2 separate regions of the Lactuca sativa genome follow, and region 2 is linked to region 1. A link is a contact called in public Hi-C data. All regions are on one chromosome and are shown on one strand. The core of a region is the stretch at or near the end of the contact, and the rest is flanking DNA. Distances in the headings are between cores, read along the strand shown. Region 1 holds the start of LOC111876544. Region 2 holds the start of LOC111876559 (protein CHLOROPLAST IMPORT APPARATUS 2).

Evidence for each region. A called contact is a pair of places that touch in the nucleus more often than the background predicts.
Region 2: a Hi-C map of leaf shows a contact between it and region 1, with 9 times the contacts expected there. The contact joins the promoter of LOC111876559 here to the promoter of LOC111876544 in region 1. A contact is called at or near these places in 2 of 4 Hi-C or Micro-C datasets (both in leaf).

The regions. Positions count from the first base shown.
Region 1 is chr9:19,654,801-19,659,878 of Lsat_Salinas_v11, reverse strand. It overlaps LOC111876544, which reads left to right and starts at 1,971. Exons shown (of 1, transcript XM_023873103.1): 1 at 1,971-2,372. The coding sequence starts at 1,971. The coding sequence ends at 2,372. LOC111876492 (laccase-3) reads right to left here and starts at 33. Exons shown (of 5, transcript XM_023873016.3): 1 at 1-33.
Region 2 is chr9:19,833,394-19,838,471 of Lsat_Salinas_v11, reverse strand. LOC111876559 (protein CHLOROPLAST IMPORT APPARATUS 2) reads left to right here and starts at 1,895. Exons shown (of 3, transcript XM_023873119.3): 1 at 1,895-2,469; 2 at 2,705-2,854; 3 at 3,000-3,149. The coding sequence starts at 2,137. The coding sequence ends at 3,026.

The sequences.
Region 1 (5,078 bases), core at 722-3,221:
TGTTGTGTGTTTATATGGTGATCATAGGGGTGGGTATATATATATAGGAAGGAATTTGGGTTAGGTTATGAGTCAATAGTGAAGTTGGAACCGAGGAAACATAAACCAACTACAAAGATGATTTTGGTGTAACAACTTGGTTTATTTTTATTTTTTTTCAATCACTTTTGGAGAGTTGCTTTTGTAGTGATGTGAAACAGGTACATTTCTTCTCTTCTCGGTGGTTGAAATTTGTTTACGATAAAACATCATATAATAACTTATGAGTGTGCATGGAAAATTAAACGGTAGAATCAGAAAATCATTGAATTACGGGATGTTATTGACGCTGAAAAAATAATAACTAGATTTGCTGACTCATACATCGAATTATAGAACCTATATATATTAAAAGGCTATGACTTTCAATCGAGTGGAGATACATGAGGTTCCCCAAGCAGGCTAAATCATTGGTCCAAAATCCTTCCAAACTCAAATGTAAAGTTTCTCGAATTTAAGTTATTTCGGTTTTTTATTATATTCTATGTCTAATTGTGTAAATCGAGAGAAATCTAGAACAGTGCAAAAAGAGGAAATCAGTTGACTTTTTTAATCATACTTGAAACAAAGGATGGGTCTTGCACGTTTCTCATCAATTTGTTAAATTAGCTTTATATTCAGGTAAAATATATGCCGTTTTAGTGTTGAGAGAGATTGGTTTGGGCCTAAAGTCGAAGAATAACCTTCATTATTAAACTTGGTTCAACTAACAAAAGAGTTTTGGTGGTACCTACTAACTGTATGTCTCAATTTGTTTTATTACTTTGGCATTGTTAATTACTTATTTACTTGTTCAATGTTATAGCTTTTTGGATTAGATACAAAAAGTAACAATTGTTCATTATAACTTCATACTTTCAATTTTTTTAAATTACTAAGTTTTTTTTCTTATTAAGACGTTATAATTTGAAACTTTTTACCTAATTAATATATATACTATTGTACTTATAATTATATTTTCCCTTATTATATTTTGAAAAATCTATCAAACTATAGCAATATAATTTGATGTATTTTAATGACATTTCTACAATTATGACCATATCTTATGTTCCAAAGGATCTTTTTTTGAATGCTAGAAGATTTTATTAAATAAAAACCGACAAAAAGCTTGTTAACGAATTGCAATGAAGAAATATCTGAAGTTGATTTTGTAACCAACATATCCAAATTACTTTCTGACTTAGCCTAGGTAACCAAAATAGCAAGTATGTGACTATGTTATCATATAAGACATTCTTTCATGGATTTTTAGATTGAAAAATTCAAGCGTAATGAAACGTCCACAACACCCAAAGTTGTCTGAATGACCACATGTTAAACTTGTCTCTCGGCCATGTCACCCAAGAAATTCGACCTTTCACCGTATGAAAAGAAGGAAAATCAACATTCCACCGACTTCTCATATGCATCCGAATAGATTGAGTATATTACAACTAGTCAATAGATGATTTGTTGTCTCAACATAAGAGTCACAAAGGGATCAAAGAATCAATTGGATATCAACACTTTTTATTCATCAATTCACATACAATTATGTTTTTCCTCCAACTCATGCTATTGGAAACCTTTGATTTTCTCCCTAATTTACTCTCAGTCGTATATAGCATTTCCATACTTATATTCCTTAATTGTTGTTCCTTCCCTATTCGAGCCGTTCTCAATTGTATATGTACACTTGCATCATTATAATGAAATTGAGCTTTTTGGTATCAATTTTTATATGGTATCAAAGCATTCGATCTATAAACCAAAGAAAACCCTAATCGACCTCTATGGCCGGCGACGATACAATCAAAACCCAGAATCATAATGGGAAGGAGGTCATCGATCATAACTCACCTCTCTACCTACACGCTTCCGACTACCCAAAATCAATGCACGTGAATGAAGTACTTATTGACAAGAACTACAATGATTAGAAACAAGAGATGATGAATTTCTTGTTTCCCAAGAACAAAACCGGTTTCATTGGTGGGTCGATTAAAAAACCAGATACAGAATATGAGAAATACCTACCATGGATGCATTGTAATGAAATGATCAAAAGTTGGTTGACCACGGAAATGGAGAAGGAGATTTGCAACAATGTGAAATATGTAAAGACGGCTACAGAAATTTGGCAAGATTTGAAGGAGCGCTTCGGAAAGGAGAGCGCTCCCAAGGCATACGAATTAAAACAGGCAATGAACAGCACTCGACAAGATGACACCACAATATCAGCCTACTATACCAGACTCTGCGTCTTGTGGGACGAGATGGAGACATTTCTTCCCACTCCTCGATGTTCTTGTAATGGTTGTTCATGTGATCACACAAAGAAGCTAACATAACTGAAAATAATAATAATAATAATAATAATAATAATAATAATAATAATAATAATAATAATAATAATAACTTATGAGTTTCTTATGGGGCTTGATGGCCAATTTAGTGTTATCAAGACACAAATATTGGCCATGAAACCTACACCAAAGCTGAGCATCGTCTACCATCTTGTGGCGGAGGATGAGCAGCAACGAATGATTACCGCTTCCAAGAAATCAGTCCGTGAAGTGGCTGCCTTCCAAGCCAGCTTTCAAGGGAGACAAGAGCAAGCACGTAACCAGATGGGGAAGTAGAAAGATACAAAACGAGACTCGTGGATAAGGGTTTTACACAAATAGAGGGAGTGGACTATCACGACACATTCGCATTGATCGCAAAATTGGTAACATTAAGTGTAACACTCAGTTTCCAAAACGGATCGGTTTAAAGCATCAAGGAGTCAAAGGCATGATTTTTGGGTAAAATCGGGTGTCACGACATGACCATAGAGAGGTCACGACGTGAAGAGTGAATGAATGAAAATATGTGGATTCAACTGAGCTCACAACGTGAGACATAAGGGCTTACCATGTAAGAACTATTGCAGCCCAAGCCCATGATATTTTAGGATTTTCCTTCGTATTTAAGCCCATCTAAGTCATTTTTCGGGTTCATTACCAGCGTCCTTCGTCCTCAAACACAGAAAAACCCTAACCCTAGCCTCTCCTTGTGATTCTTGAGCTTTTGGTGGTGTTTTGGTGGATTAAAGAAGAAGGGATCGCCTTTGGAGCATAGATCCAGCTTAGAAGCTTCATTTACATCTAACAACATCTCTGGACCTTTGTGAGTAACCAAGATTCAAGCTTTATGATTCCTTGTTGATAGATCTAAGGTTTTATGCATGATTATCCATGGGTAGATGAGTTAGAGTGTTCGGACTCCATAAAGTTAGCAACTTTATGGGTCCTTAGAGTCCTTTGGTGATTATATGTGGTGGATATGAAGTTTAGGTGATGGTTGAGCTCATGCTTGAGGTTTTTACCTTCTTTTCTAAGGGGTTTTTAGCATTCTAACACTCCTAAGGTGTACATGCAACCCTAAATACCTTGGATCTATGTTTTCTCTATTATACATGCAAATATCAATTTTCCAAGGTATTGTTCTAACTAGCATAATATGAAGTACGTATAATATAAATTCTAGTAGAATTACATACCTCTTTGTTGTAGCTTGATTCAATGGAGCTTAAGATCCTAGTGCCTCAAGTGTGACACCTCAAATGGTTCACACAACATCACCAACATCTTGGAATAACTCAAGAGAAAAAGGTTCCTATGCTCAAATCGGCTAGCCCTCATGTGTACACACACTAGTGCCAATTTCTTGAGCCATGGGGCCCTTGTATATGGTGGTTATTAGGGTTACACCATGTAACTCATGTCTTTCCATATTCTTCATGCTCGATGGGTTAAAACCTCCATGGGTTACTCCATGGGTTTAGCCCAACATGAAGAACTATGGATCATAAGCCCACATATATAAGAATGAATACAAACACTTCACACAATTGGTCTTAGTTGGTCTCTATTTATCCAAAACATCATAACTTACCAATTTCAAATGTACAAGAGTAGAAACACAATTTACTCTTACATTTGACAAGTGTTAATAAACCTTCTTTAAGATGTGTCACTCAAGTTACAATCTTGGAGTATGACTCTAAGACTTGTTTTGGAACGAAGTATGACTCATCTTCTTGATTTAACCATTTTAACAATTCATGACTCCTCTTCTTAGCCATAAGAATGCACTAAGATGTCCTTAGAGAACCAATTGTGATATTGTTTCTTAATCATTAAGATGATCACAAAACATAATACTAAAGTACTCTCCCATCTTTTCAGATTTGAGAAACTTTTATCTTTCTGCCTAATTTGATTCTTCTCATTCGTTCTGCCATACATTGTAAATTTTCTAATGTTTTAGAATTATACTTAAACTTGTAAGTATTACCATATTTACTAAACTTTAGTAAATCATGACGAATAGTCTTATCAATCTTTTTATGGTGGACTTGACCAGTGCACAAGAATGTGTACTCGATCCCTTAGTCCTTCACTTGACTCACATATACATGTGAATAAGGAATTAGTCTTAATTTTTCCAAAGCTGAAAGTTCTCATTCATCATACTATACAACTTGCATGATTCCAAGTTTCGATCCAATTGAGAACTTGGGTGATGAGAATCTTTCCTTATTTGGTAAATTTAGACACTACCACAAATGAAAGAATCAAATTCATATTTCCATTATTGCTAGAAATATATAAACATCAATTTTCCATAAATGCCATTACAAGGAGATAAAATAAAATAAAACAAAAAATTTATTTATTTATAAGATGCGGAAAAAACTTTTTCCTACAATGCAACTTAAATGAATACTATGCTATTACATATTTTCTAGCAATTTATCATAACTCCTAAGTAGCAGCTCAAGAATCCGATCTTCGAACCATGCGATTGAAATTCATCTTCACGATCAGATTCAACATACTCTTTCTTTAAGTTTCTTTCCCTTTGCTTGATCCTGCCATACATCAAAATGTATTAAGAATCTCCAAATGAGAACTTAATTGAGTTAGATAGCGAACTTACCTGAAGCAGAGGTCAATCTTTTTTACTAGACCTTCTCTCAGATATTTCAGGTAGTTAGGGCAGCTTTGCAA
Region 2 (5,078 bases), core at 646-3,145, 180 kb before region 1:
AATAGTTCACTTCTGTCGGGGTTAAAAAAAATACATGTATACCACAAAATATCTATTAAACACACTTGTTAACCAAACTTGGCCAATATTGACCATCCCCTTTATCCATATCAAACCCTAACTTCATGTTCATCAATTCTTGAGAAATATGATACTACTCACTTAGTATCATCAATATCAAGTGTAAATAGACATATTCTTGTAAGTGTTTCCACTTTTATTCACCAATTTAAGATTATACCAACGTAGGTTACAAATTCCCAATCCCATACCACCAGTGGCGGCCGTGGAGGTTGTACAGGTGTGCGGTCACATGGGACCTCCTATCGTAACGGGCCTTTGATTGAGAATATTTTAAATATTATATTACTAAAAAAAATTAGAAGAAAATAATAGTAATATGTTGATTAAAGTAAAATTGCATGTCACAAATCTCATTTATATTATTAACAATAAATATTATGTTCGTTAAAGTAGTGGACTCTTATTGTCTTTAGCAGTAAGAAATTTCTTTAGTAATATTTTACAAAAAATATATGGGGCCTTAATTTAATTTTTATACCGAGCCTCTAAAATTTTAAGGTGAGACTACAAACCACATAACCATAACTTACATACATGAACACCATAAGACTGAAAAAAATTACCTTGTCAATGAGTGTCAATCCAACAAGATTCTTTCAATATTTGATCAAGAGTGTCTTTTTTTAGAAGTATAAGACATTCCATACTTTAGTTTGAAAGGAGACCAAACTTGCAACAATCACGATAGTTAGATCGTATTATGAAAAACAAACGCCAATGGCTAAACATGTAATTTACTCTACATTTCATACAGAGTGGTGTGGAAATTCTTCAATATATACTTTTATTAAAAAAAACTAGTTGTGAGACACGTATATTATACGAGTTGATTAAAATAAAAATTTAAATATGAATGATTAAACTGGAAGTTTATTTAAATTTGAAATTTGAAATAAGTAAATATTATGAAAAAAAACATGTAGAAAAATTATGTGTTTAGTTGTCAGACTCGTGTATTAAACGTGTTAATTATATAAAAACGTTAAATACGAAGGTTTAAACTGTAAATTTATTTAAAACTGAAATTAAAGTTTGAAATTTGAAATTTGAAATTGATATAATCATTATGGTATGTTTAATTTATGGAAACTAAATTAATGATATATTAAAAAAATGAAAAATGAAGTAAATGACAAGTGAAAAATAAATATTTTAAAATTATGACAAAATGACATGTGACATAATCCATAAGAGGATAACATGTGAATAAATTATTTTCATTTAAGATGAGACATATCTCTATTAAATATATGATCAGGCGTGTCTTCTTTTTTTAAGAAGGATAAGACATACCCTACTTCTAAAAAACCCAAGAGTAAGTGAAGATATGTATCCTTGACCTTATATAGATCTGACGCAAATATATCCTATTCGGCTAGTTGAGTCTGTTTAGGTATACTTCTATTTTAAATATCCATCAAACAGTCCAATTAGCTTCCCTCCAAGGACAACTCTAGTTATAGGTGGACATCCGGTTAGGCTCTACGTCAACATGAAGTAAAACTAGCAAACAAACAATTGTTCAAGTTACATTCAACCAAAAAGACTAAAAATATCAAGAAATGTTTACGAATTACGATGATAATTAAAGTCGACATACAAGAGTTTTTATAGAAGATGCCATACAACCAAACTGATATTCTACTTAAATTCAAGGATATAGGCCCACTCATATAATTATTTTTGACCTTACAATAATTATTAAAAAGTGCTATGTTGGATGCATATTCTGACCAATAAGAGGAAGATAAGGCCATGTCATCCAACAAAAAAAGAGCAACCACTAGCCAGCCAGGCAACCCAAACCCCATAATATTCACCCACACCCTCAATCCTCATACTCATGCACATCAAAGCTTAAGCACCTCCTGCCAAACACACCCACACACACTGAAAAATGGGGCAAAATTCTGTGTTTAAGTCTCCAAAGAAAGAAGAACAACTTGTCCCAGATTCCATAATCGATGAATATTTTGAAAGCAACGCTGACAATCTATCTGATTTCGAGGGCATTTTGGATATTAAACATAAAGAAATCAAGGAGAAGGTGTTATGAGTATCACTTATGATGAACTCAATTGGGATCATTTGATCGAATGGGATGAATTTTCAATCAATGAAGTGGATCAAGATCAGGCTGTTTGTGATGGGGAAAAGTCCGCAAATCGGGAGGGTAGTATGGTCAATTTGATTGGAAACATAAAGAAAGAAATTTGGGGATATTGGGAAGAAGAAGAAGTCGATGATGATGAAGATCAAGAGCATAATGAGAAGAAAGAGAGTTTATATTTAAGCTTGAATTATCAAGACGTTATGGATGCCTGGTCGAACCGTGGTCCTTGTTGGACGGATGACTTCGCTCAATCAACCTCTGACAATGGCTATGTAAGTTGCTAAAAATTTCGATTAATTTTACTTTTCAAACAACTTTCTTTGAATAATGTATCGGGTTTTTGGTGATATCATTGCAAACATGTTATGTAGATTAGAAGAATAGATCATTTGTTTGATGGAAATAAGGAAATTTCTATAGTGACCTTTTATGATATTTCTTCCGTAGAATGTATTACATGACATGATGTAAAAAAATCATAATTGATAATAGTTTTGAATGTTTTAGATAGGAGAGGTACCGGTGATGGAAGAAGCTCGAACCAAAAGGGAAGCAAGTGTTCTGAAATATAAAAAGAAACGTGAAAGTAGACTCTTTTCTAGAAAGATAAGATATCATGTTCGAAAACTCAATGCTGATAAAAGACCAAGACTCAAGGTTACTAGTACTTGTTAAAGTTTGTTGTCTATAATTTGGTGAATACTTGTTCAAATCGTGTTTTGAATATAACATATAAAAATACATGTTTTAAAATATAATTAATTTGTTGAGAGGATCTAAATTTTGAAATATTTTTTTACAGGGAAGATTTGTGGAAAGGGAATCATGAGAAGATACTAAAAGGCGATGAGAAAAATATCTACACAAAAAAATATCTTGTCAAATTGTTTGGTATTTTATTTTCTACGTGGCCATCCTTTGTGTATTGTCTTTTTCATAATTCATTTATGTAAATTTCTCTCTCTCTCTCTCTCTCTCTATATATATATATATATATATATATATATATATATATATATATATATATATATATATATATATATAGGCTTAGGTTTTTTTGTTTCTAATAACTATTGTGTGCCAGAATGCACAGATCTAGACCATTGGATGGAATATAATCAAGAGTCATGATCTGAGAGTCTATGATAGTAGAATAAGATAACATATACCATATAATCACACAAATTTCAGTATAAGGGCATTTTAGTCAATTAACCTATATTAAAAAAGGAAATTTTCGTATTTTTAGGGATAATTAATTCCTTTATTTTTAAAAATCTGAATATTTTAAATTAATTCAAAATTAAAAATCCGATTTTATTATGTCAGAATGATAGAAAGTTAGCAATAAACTAGTAAATATATTTTTCGATTTATTCTGTCAGAATGACAGAATGTCAACCATAAACTAGTAAATACATTCTGAAAGAATACACAAAATCGATTCTTGAACTAATAATATACCAAATAATTACAATGTATGATTGAATGTTAGCAATAAACTAGTAAATATATTTTTCGATTTATTCTGTCAGAATGACAGAATGTCAACCATAAACTAGTAAATACATTCTGAAAGAATACACAAAATCGATTCTTGAACTAATAATATACCAAATAATTACAATGTATGATTGTGATTCATTAAATAATAACAAACATTCTGAAAGAATAACAAGTATAATTCTTAAAAAATAACAACATTCTTAAACAATGAGTGTGATCATTCTTTAATTCATTATTCAAGCATTTCCCATCAGGTCTTCAAGCCATTCTTCAAGCCATTTCTATCAGAAATTCATTGCCAAGTAATTCGTAGTGATACACTTGTAACAACTACACATTAAAAATACAAAGTCTTTCATTTATCATTTTCTTTAAATAAATCTTTTATTTTTTGAGAATTTTTTTTTCTTACTGGCATTTCGTCGAACAGTTGGAATGCATGATATGTATCCAACATCGGTTATTAGGTAGCAAAGAATTGAAACATCTCAAATTCATGCAATTAAAAAGACTAATTACAATCGTACATATCTTTATTCAACAACATACTTTTGATAGATCCACCTAAGCAACTTGCGAGAAAATGTAAATTTGAAACAAACAGAGTGGTCATTATACAAGAGAGCCAATTGCAGGAGTAACCCCATGAAAATGGTAATAATCAAATCATATACCTGTATTCTATTGTAATACAAGAGAGCCAATTACAGGAGCTGATAAATTGAGAAACAAGGAAACGGTGGCTGGAATGAGACGTCGGAGCTTCTTCGCTTGGTGAGAGAGACTCAAGGCGTACGATGTTGTTACCCCTTGAAGTTGGAGGATTCAATTTGGTTTAAGCGTGCACTCAATTTAAGTAGGCTGATCTCAGGGATGACCTAATTTGCCAATAGAGGGATTAAATTGAAATTAGGGATGGGAGGAGAGGAGAGGAAATCGGTGATGGTCGGCTGGTAGAGGAACAACATTGAAGTTACCGATTGATCAGGTGCGGCTACAGATTTTTTAGGGCGATCGTTTGAAGATAAAGAGGGGAGAAAACTAGGTTGTAGGAAGTTAATGAATTACCATAATTAAAAATGCAAAGATTACTATAATACCTTTACATGATTTATTTAAAGATTTATTATTTCCTCGATTCTCATTGGTGCATACATGCACACAATAGTTGCTAAAAACATTTGAACTTATCTCTCTCTCTCTCTCTCTCTATATATATATATATATATATATATATATATATATATATATATATATATATATATATATAGAGAGAGAGAGAGAGAGAGTTTTTGAGAAGTAATATAAATATGAGAACCATATAATTACTAATATGGTCAACATTTTTCAAAAACAACACCACCATTAAACTGAA